Regions from separate parts of the Mus musculus genome. Here regions 1 and 3 are each linked to region 2. The links are chromatin contacts, called in public Hi-C maps. All regions are on one chromosome and are shown on one strand. Each heading gives the region's core, a stretch centred on a gene start, on an enhancer-like site or on the middle of the called end of the contact. The rest is flanking DNA. Distances are from core to core; before and after follow the strand shown.

Region 1 (3,310 bases), core at 664-3,163, 220 kb before region 2:
TAAGATTTTGGTAGATATTTGTTACAGGGGTCTTAATATTTAGGATTTTAGTGTACATCCAGTTTACTATTTGTGGAGTTTCATCATCTGTTAAATAAAAATTGAAATAGGACCTACCTCAGTTCTTCTGGTGATTAAATGAGATACTTTTCTGAATATATGCTTATATAAAATTGTACATCAGTTACCAACATATAGGAAGTACTCAATAGTCTTAATTGTTATTATATATAAGTGTTACATGAATAGATAGTACAAGCTTGATAAATATTTAGTAAATGGATAAATGAACGATACAAATTCTTTAACTGGCAATGTATGACCAGTTTGTAAGTTTGGTATTCTAGGTGCTTCTTTACATTCTGAAAATGATATAAAACAATGTTCAATAGAATTGAGAATGTCATCCAGTTTCCAAGAGGATTTACAAGCTCTAGATGCCACGTTAGGATAGACCGTTCCCCACCCCACCCCCTTATCATTTGCAATCATTTGTAATACATAGCATGTGATCTCTGACTAGAATGTATCTGTGACCACTAAGTAAATACATAGTTTCCCTTCTTATAATAGCCATGCAAATATGATTTATCTTCTGACACAATACAAACAGAGTATGCATGTATGCATTTGGTGAACAAAAGACAAATGAGTAGGAAAACAGGATGTGTGCCTACATCCTCTACTTGCCTGAGATAACAGGAATGCATTGATAGAGAGAAGGACAGTGCACACTCTTATTTGTGCCTGTGTTGGGGATATACCAATATTGTTGCAATATACCATCCTGATGATGGCAGTCATCATGGTTTGAGAAGGACTTTGTTCCTTAATAGATTTGTTTTTAAATCCTGAGCTGTTTACTATCTAAAGCATTTATCTGAAATTACTATTCACTAAATCCCTCAGTTCCTAGAACTGTTAATCTGATTCTAGTAATAGTTTTTTTTAAAAAAGTTCAAAGGTTTGCCTGCCTGTAGAATGTTCTTCCCTACCACTGACACTGCAATTCTACCTTTAGATGCAGTTAATGTGTCATGTCTAAGAGCTCTGTTTCATGCTTTCTTGTATGTTTGTGCTACATTGACAGTTTTCTGTTTAGAGGTGCATGTTTTCTTTTAAGCTGTAGTGATTAAATTATAAGCTTCTTGAAGGCAAAGCCTGTCCCTTATTCTCTCAGTACTGGTATTATCCAGTTTCTGATACAGAAGAGATTGTCAATAAATATGTATCTAACAAATTAATGAGTTTGCCTTCACACACATCAGATAAGGGGCATGACTATAATCTCCTCTGTGTTTTTGTTTTTCTCCAGGATTTGTGAGCCTTTTGAAATTAACTATGGACATAGTGCTATGCTTCTGACTTGTCTAGTTGCTTTGAGGGATATTTCTTATTGTTGAAATGGTTTTTTTTTTTTTTGTTAGCAATTGGCTGTTTTAGTGTTTTGTTTTGTGTTGTCCGACCTTGTTTACACTGTGTGTATGTTTTAGAGCAGGGCTACCCGTGTGCTGTTCATGAGTGACGCCGTGATGGAGCCACATGGAACAGTGTTCCTAATTCTCACTTCTCTTTACATGCTACCTGCTTTGGTGCCTTGTTCAAGCACTGTTATTGATGTGCTTTGAAAAGATGTGTGGATTGTGTCAGCAAGCTGGGAAAGTCAGAGTTTTGTTTTGTTTTGTTTTTCAGCCAAAATTCTTAGGCCTTAATAAAATATGCGATGCATAGCTTAGAAGTCAATAACTGTGCCCTACCTGAACAAACGCTCCATTGTTACTTGACTGTTTTGAGGTCGGTCCAGGCCTGAGGATTTTGTTAAAGGCTAACAGAAATGTCCAGTATCACCCAGCCTAGCAAGAGAAAATCTGACACTCGCGACTTGTACTTCTGTGTTCCAGGCTGTTACACAAACTCACTGAGTACTGTATATGTCTGATTTCTCAACTTCACCTGCAGTAAACTTGTGCAATCCCGGGGCTAGAGACCTCCTTTGTAAATGTTGTCTGTCCAGTAATGGTGTTGGCACTGGGAGGCCCTAGCAGATAAAAGTGGAAGAACATATGGCTTCCATCTGAATACAAATTGGTGGACATAGTGTGGTAATTCAGCTGCGATGGCCTCTATACTGTAATCTGAAAGAGTCTGAGTAGATGTGAATTTCTCCCACTCCTCTACACCCCCATTCCACTGTGTTTTGATCGCCCTGAAGTACAGCCATCCTGCGTCGCCTTCTGACTGTGTTATTTGTGAAATGGCCAGCATGAGGAATTATTAATTAAAGCTAACAAATCACCCTGACGAGCTGTGCCCTGGCATGGCTGAAGGTTGATTGGCGAAAGTGTTCTCCTTTAGAGAAAAGACTTTTTGTGCTCGTGACGCAGTCAGGGACGGATTATTGAATATGCAAGTTAGAAGAAAAATCACAGGACAAGCAAATTGAGTATTTACTGGCAAATAATTGCGCTCTTAAACTGTGGCTCTCTTCCTAAATTCTTAACATTCCCGAGGGTTAGAAAGAAACACAGAAAAATGCATCGGTACAGAGTTCATTTCAAAAAACCACCCATAGACTGATGTTTGAGGCTTGTGCAGGTAAGTGTGATTGTGTATGCCTGGGAAGTGAAAGACCAAGCAGAGGATGGGGAGTGTTTCTGTGAGTCTGCTGAGTTGTTTATACAGCTCAGCATAGTTCTAAGTTGAGAATTTAGTTTCCGTGCTGCATTTATTGTGAAAGTGAGAGTCGTGAAAAGGAAAGGGTGTTTTCTCAAGTTATTTGTCTTTATCAGCAAAAGAAAAAGTTAACGTTTTGTCCTAAAAATAGTTTTCATTTTGCTCAGATATTTGTGACTATGTATAAAACGATGACTGGATTTAAAGATCTGTTGTTATTTTCAACACTGTTAATTATGATGCGTCTTAACAGTGTCCCAAACACATGTGGGGAAACTGTTGCATGGATTTTTAAAAGTAAACACTGTTTTACATTAGGACCTAGATAGTTAGTCCGTGTTGAGATTTCTACAGGAACACGAACGTTTGGAAGTTGTTGTTAGGCTTCTAGCTCTTATAGTAACCAAAATGTGTGTGTGTGTGTGTGTGTGTGTGTGTGTGTGTGTGTGTTTCATCTGGAATGTTGCTCAGACTCCTCACTTTTGAGGTCATTGTAAGATATAAGAAACAACTTTAATGTCTTTTTCAAAACTAAATGAAAGGCGTGGAAATATAAAAGGAGTTGAAGGCTCATGTATAAAATGTAGATATTAAACAGATATACTTTTTTATAAGTGCAGTTAGATTATGTGAAAAG
Region 2 (3,580 bases), core at 438-2,937:
CTTTAAAACACAGACCTAGCTTATGTTGTCCCCACAGTTTAAGCAGTCAGTGGGCATACCTGATTAATTTCTGTCTTTTGATATGTGGCTCCTAATTTTCCCTTTGTATTTTAACCATTTGAGGAAACCTTTGGTGAGGAACACCCTCTGTGCACACAAATCAGGATACTTCTCTGTGCTTCTGCAGTGCACATATTAATTCTATGATCCACTGAACCAAGCACTGTTATTCTCTGCATTTCTATATTGAAAAGTTTTGGAGTATTTGTGTGATAGCAGCAATCTCTGTAGCAAATGACATTAATGGTAGACTAGAACAACATTGTGTGCCTTTAATTGATAGGCCACATAATAACAGTGTCAGACCTTTTAAGGACACACACACATACATACACACACACACACACACACACACACACACACACACACACAAATCAATTTGCTATAGGGAAGAAGGTCTGACACTCAATCCATTTAGACGCTGTAAAGCTACTACTTCAGAAATTAGAAATATACAGGGAAAAATGGAATTACATCATTGAATGTTCCTAAAATCTGCTTTAGAGAGGGCGGAAGAGAAAGGAACTGGTGTGGATGTGGTCATGTTTCCTTCTATATATGTATGAGATTCATGCAGAAAAAAATTATAATTAAAATAGAACCCATCTTAACTATAAATGCAGCCCCTGCTACTGCTCCCAGAGCTGCTGCTCCCACTTCATTTGTTCTCTGATATTTTGTTCTCTGATCCTGTGAACATCATGAAGAGTCAGGAAATGTGGACGGGGTGGGGCAGGTGTTTAATTGTATCTTGGCAAAGGCTCGTACGTAGGCTGTGCTGTGCCTAATTACTGAAGTTTAGTTTCTGCATCTTCTCTCTCCATTGGTGATTACCTTATCCCATCATCTGAGGTTTAAAGAAACTGTTGTTCACAGTTATGTCATAACGTTCATGATTCTTTTATTTCTTGAGATGGACACAAATAATATGGTCCCATAAGGCTGACTTCAACACAGGAGTGACGACATGGCCTTTATGTTTTTCTCCCACCGACCAAAAGAAATGAAAACACATGAGCAAAGGGCCCGGCGTGGTGTTGCAAAGAATACCTCTGCACCCATGCCCTGTCTTTGACTCACAAACCTTTCCCAGTGTTTAGATTTTAAAAAAAAAGTAGAGAATTAAAAACTCACAAATGCAGAGTGCATGTAATGCCATTAAGTCTAGTATAAAACTTCTTGAATCTGTCACATAAAAAAAAAAAAAGTCTTGCATCCAACGCAAAGATGGAATATCAATTGCCAGGAGTCTGTGGAGCTGGCGCTCATTCCGAGAGGCACGTGTGTCTAGAATTCCAGGGGCTCCTCAGCCTTTGGAAATCCTGGAAGTCAAAGTAAAAATCAGCCGAGTGTTTGGGAAGACTCCGACATACAATTACTAAATACTATATTTCTGCAACACTAAAAGATATTTAAACATGTACATTGAAACATTACACAAACATTTAGAGGTTGTCCCTACCCCTATGAAGCAGAGATACAAACCCACCTAAATTCTAGAAAGACTTAAGATTAAAGCCCTGCCTAAGAGGCCACTCCTTCATGACTGCCATACCTTTTACCGTCCTAAGCAAGCAAGAGGAGCTTGGAACGGAGATCGTCTGAATTCCCCAGCTCTGTCATCAGCGCTGTGACACACTCTCATTTTCTGATTCATCTGTGATGAGTAAGCACTCCCTTTTCTATTCAGTCCTCAGAGTAACCAAACTTGCGAGTTATGATGACTTATTTTATTTTTCCTTACTGAATTATTTTTCCTTACTGAATTATTATTGTTCCCTCTTAGCAAAGTTTGTGGCACTCTTTGTCACCGGTGTTAATCCATATGCAGAAAAGCTGGCTTGGCCAGTCAGGTGGCCTGAACCTTGAGTTAGTTCAGAGCAAAGACAAACAGGCAAGCTTCTGTTTTTAACCCAGCCAGATACCTCAGCTGGCAGGCAGCTCAGTTTCCTCACCATAAAATGGGTATAATAATAGCTTTCCCTTACCGCTGTGAAATATTTAGAATGCAAATCAAGCCAAACCTATCTCCTTCCAAAGTGAAGCCTAAACCAGCCTGCATAATCCTGAATGAGCCCAGATTTCAAGGGGAAACTTCAAGTGGGAAACACCTAAAGGTAGTATAATTTAGTGGTTAAAGTATGTGGACTTTGGAATGGTAGGGACTCACTCAGAGGCTAGTGGCTGTGTGATTTGGGGTAAGTTTCCTAATTCCTGAAATCTCCTCTTTCTTCTAGTAAGTTCAGGGTAACAGTATTTTTCCCCTGTAGTGTGGGCTCAGGGATTCACTCTGACAGTGCCTCTCACACTTGCCCTCTGGCAGTCCTCAAGTTAGAATGGTCCGGCATGCCTCCTGGGACACTGCCTGTGTGCCCCAGACAGGACATTTCACATTTCAGGGAGGTCTCAGGTCTGACCCCTGAAAATACACATGGATTCTTGTTTTCTTTTCATTTTTCAGTATATTCTTGTTTGTGTTACTGAACTAGAAGAAATGCAAGGCCAAGAAGAGAATCTGTTTAGTTTCTTCTAAAACATCCAAGAAAAAGTTAATGGGGGAATGAATGTATTCATCTATAAAGAATAGTTTAAGTTATTTACACACAAAGAAAACCAGCCCTTCAGGAAAACTGCCATGTCTTAGTGTCGGAGCCTCTGTGTACCCCATGTAGCTTGCTTCGTACACATCCCTGGGGTGACATATGTGCAAACGAGACACACCTTTCCTTACCAGATGCCTGAAACCACAGCAGGTCCTCAGAGCTAGGAACTCTTTCTGTTGCTACCATTTCTCCACTCCATACTCCTCTACCCATTGTTCTAACTTTAAAAGGAATTATAAGGGGTGGATAATGATCTAAGTACATTATATACATCATAGGCAAATTATAATAGAGCGCGTTATTTTATATTATTAACATATGCTAATAATAATGAATGAGGAAAGTATTATAAAGGTCTAGGGTACTTTAAAAGAGCTTGTATCTCTAGTCACGCATCTTTACCAACTTAGTTTTTTACATTTCCATTTTTAACATTTTCTTTACTCCTGGCTTCAGCTTATGTTTGGCTTAAACTTTCTGAAGACAAATCAAAGAGACTTTTCTCTACTCATCTCCTCAGCCCCCAAGTCACGCGTAATCAGGCCAGGGGAGTCATACATGCGGGCTGCTCCGGAACCAGCCGCTCCTTGAAACTTGTTTTGAGCTTGGGGAAAAGGATTCTCCTAAGAACCTGCATCATCTCTAAATGCTGAAAACCACTGCCCCAGAACATTATGTACATTCAAATTAGTGAATTAGCCTTTTCAGCTACAATTAAACTACAATTGGGTCCTTAGAGATTGACACTTTTGCTATCACAAAACTAAGACTAGGCCTGGCTACCCACTACTCCTCCCACACCTCACTTGGTGTGCGTGCCCACTGCTGGGTTTTAATGTCCTGAATTATTTGGCCTTTACAGTTTTATATCCTTTGCTACATATTTGTGTGTTGAACCTGGAATATTCAATGCAAAT
Region 3 (3,266 bases), core at 155-2,654, 210 kb before region 2:
TATAAAATACTATTTGCCTGGCTTTTAAGTTTGTGGATCTTACATGGGGCCTGGCATGGAGATAGGAAGGACATTTTTTTTCCATTGAGCTTTTACTCTGTTTTGAAAGGAAAAGTTGAAACAGAGTCCCTACTGAGTTTTTCACATGTTTCATGGTGGTAACCATAGGAAATAGGGAAACAGGAAATTGTTGGACAGAAGGAAGCCAAGGAGTCCATCTCAGCCTGTCCTCACCTTTTAGATACCATTTGGGCTTGATAAAAATTATTTTTATCTAGGAACAGATTTAATGCTTTATGTTTCCATAATCTTATTCAAAACAGTAGAGAAAATAGTACTGCTGATTATGTAAATAATTGTATTCTAAACAGAACTCAGTTCTTATGTTCTGAAGGAACTGATGGAAACATTCCTTCAGATGCCAATAGATAGAATCGTGGAAGTCTGCATTTGTAGAAGTCCATTTGGGGTATTTAGAGGAATTCTCAAAGGTTGTCATAATATATGTACTATACATGTGTGTGTGTGTGTGTGTGTGTGTGTGTGTGTGTGTATGTATGTATGTATGTATGTATATTCCAGATATGAGGAAAAATTCTTATTGTACAAAAATATCTGGGCATAGAATGATGATATTGTTAAATTTAGGTCACACGCATCTTCACACACAAATGTTCTTCATCCTGCTCACCTTTCTACTTCTTGACCTATTCAGCAAAACTGAATTCTCACTCACTGTCCATATTCAGAAGTGCTGTATCATGAAAATTAAAGTGCTTATCAAGCACAGTGATGTTCTTCCCTGCAAATGGAAACACACATTTTCTTGACTGTTTAAAGTACGCATGCATTCATTTGTTTGTGTCCTACCTATAGGGAGCATGTTGTGAATACCCTGACCAGGTAAAGCTCTATTAAAAGTCTTATCATCTCAAGACCATTGTGCTCATTACTGTAGTTTCTATTTTCTTTCATATGCTGAACATGTTATAAAAGCTATACTAAAGATATGACTTCCTATTCTTGTTTTATTTAATTGGTGAAATACAGATACCAAGTAGTAGTCATGGCGTTGTCTACACGTGGATACACAGCTCTTCTTTTCTTCTATCTAGAGTAGCATGTTGCTTTGAAAGGATTTGTACAATCCCACAATAATAAATTAAAAACAAACAAGCAACCTCTAACCAGATCATAAAGACTGCTTCTGATGACTGGCCAATAGCATCGCTCTTCCCATTCTTAGCTGAACCACACCAGTTGTTTAATCTTAGATTTTTCACATTGCACAGTTAGCTTTTTTCACAGTACAGTTTTGAAAGATGAGCACTGTATACATAACCATGATAAAATGCCTCCTGGATACAGAGCCTTTAAAGTGAGTGTGTGCCCAGAGGCAGGGAGGGGGAGGTCTGCTCGAGGTTGAAAAGCACAGTGATGTGTCAGAATGCTTGTGTTCTGACTCATACTGACACCGAGTGACTTGTCACTCAGGGATTTCACCAGTTCCCACATCTGACTCAGTGACAGTTTACAACAGTCTGAATTTCAATAATTATCCAAGTAATTAAAGTCAGAAACATTTTGGAAATGTTCAATATTGTATTACAATTTTAAACTGTAAATAATAGGTTTCTCATGAGATAGAGGGCCATTTTTGTTATGTTAAGTTCTCTTCTTCCAAGTGCTGGCATCTAAATTAACCAGAGTCTGGTCTAAGGGCCCAGTAATAGTTCATGATAGTTAAACTAATAAAAGAAATGGGAGATACTTAGAGAAGTATGTAATTTGATGAAATTTGTATTCCTTGGATTCTCTAATGTTTGACACAGGATGAGTTGAAAGCATTTTTTTTTTTTTTTTTTTTTTTTGACAATGGAAAGCTCTTGTGGGCTAGACAAGTTTTTCTGTAAAAGTGTAGTACTCAACTTAATTGTGCCAGGAGCGTATGCAGCCTGGAAGGACAGACACATCAGTGCAGACTCCCCGTTGACAGTGGCTCCTAGCGGGGCCTGAGGGTCCTCTTTAGAATGAGCCCCACTAGTGATTTGCTAGCCCATGTTCTAGAAACTCTCTCTGAAGTTTCTGGCAGTCAGTCAGTGCTCTAGCTTTTAGGATATGTGGTTCCTTGTTATGTGCAGAGTTAAAGAGATTACGTAATGTTCTATTCTATAAAGCACCACAGACAGAACATTTTATTTTTTCAGTATCTTTGGACTTTTCTGTTTGTTCCTAAATTTGCATGTTTTAGCTTAGGAAAGAATACAAATAGATCTGTTTTGTCAGAATTTTTACTTAATTGGCACTATAGGATCTATCAGACCAGGGAATCTTTTACAAATTTTGGGTTTTTTTTTTCTTTTTTATGCATATGTCCAGATGTCTACACAAAGCTAAAATGAATTGAAAGAAATAGCAGTTCTATTTAATGTAGTTAACACAGTTTTGTCATGCAAGGGCAACGACATCTGCTCTAACCTCTCACAAATACTCAAGTCCATAAGGATAAACAAGAAACATCCCCGTTACTGAGAAAGTTTTATTTTTTAAAAGACAACCTCTTTCTCTATTCCACATACTCAATTCCCTTGTCATTTTACATTATAAATAAATAACAAACCAATTTGGCACATGCCCACCGATTAAAAATAAAAGTTGTCAGAAATGAGAAGGGAAAGACAAAAATATGAATTATTAATTATAATATTAAGCAGCATAAAATGCCTAACATGAAATGATACCACCTACAAGAAATTTTATCAAAATAAAAATGAGACAATGATTTAATATTTATCATATAAAATTACATTGATGTAATTTTACATGGTAAATATATTTATATTATCTAGTACTTGAATCAAATTTAATAAAGAGATATTTTAATCATTGTAAATAAAATTCACTTCTGGGATAGTAACATAAATGGAAGTATTATTTTAAAATCATGTCCCGGCTAAGTTGTCTTACTGACCTAGTAGCTTTGCTCACTGTAACATTATATCCTGACATATTAGCTTTAAGATGTTCAACATTTTAAAAAACAAGAATGCCTAATTAACAGAAGGGATGATGCTTTCCTTAGGATATTACTTAGAAATTTACACCCCTGATTTTGTATGGGGATTAATATTTTTTCCATGCAGGGATTTTAAAAAGTGTATATTAAATACTGGTCATCAACAAAATATAGGATTTCATCAGCATACACACGCAGATATCAAGAGATGCAAATATGAAGGATCCCTGCAAATATTTCTTCCTGTGTC

What was found. A called contact is a pair of places that touch in the nucleus more often than the background predicts.
Region 1: a Hi-C map of ventricular fibroblasts shows a contact between it and region 2, with 3 times the contacts expected there. The contact joins two enhancer-like sites. A contact is called at or near these places in 4 of 484 Hi-C or Micro-C datasets (the HL-1 cell line, liver, muscle stem cells and 1 more) and 2 of 9 other capture datasets (adipose tissue and liver).
Region 3: a contact with region 2 is called in a Hi-C map of muscle stem cells, with 2.6 times the contacts expected there. The contact joins two enhancer-like sites. A contact is called at or near these places in 3 of 484 Hi-C or Micro-C datasets (the HL-1 cell line, muscle stem cells and myocytes) and 1 of 115 datasets of contacts at active chromatin or transcription factors (fibro-adipogenic progenitors).

What each region holds. Positions count from the first base shown.
Region 1 is chr16:43,233,483-43,236,792 of GRCm38.p6, forward strand. The region is part of intron 3 of Zbtb20 (zinc finger and BTB domain containing 20); the gene reads left to right. Among named protein-coding and RNA genes, the nearest start is that of Gm25873, 110 kb to the left of the region's middle. Within about 2 kb of position 1,914, at least 65 of the 459 cell types and tissues checked have an H3K27ac peak or open chromatin away from gene starts, as enhancers often do. A contact at or near this core is called in muscle stem cells, where this site is marked.
Region 2 is chr16:43,457,119-43,460,698 of GRCm38.p6, forward strand. All of the region lies in intron 4 of Zbtb20 (zinc finger and BTB domain containing 20), which reads left to right. Among named protein-coding and RNA genes, the nearest start is that of Gm15713, 39 kb to the left of the region's middle. Within about 2 kb of position 1,688, at least 70 of the 459 cell types and tissues checked have an H3K27ac peak or open chromatin away from gene starts, as enhancers often do. A contact at or near this core is called in fibro-adipogenic progenitors, muscle stem cells and myocytes, where this site is marked.
Region 3 is chr16:43,251,832-43,255,097 of GRCm38.p6, forward strand. The region is part of intron 3 of Zbtb20 (zinc finger and BTB domain containing 20); the gene reads left to right. Among named protein-coding and RNA genes, the nearest start is that of Gm9968, 110 kb to the right of the region's middle. Within about 2 kb of position 1,405, at least 63 of the 459 cell types and tissues checked have an H3K27ac peak or open chromatin away from gene starts, as enhancers often do. A contact at or near this core is called in fibro-adipogenic progenitors, muscle stem cells and myocytes, where this site is marked.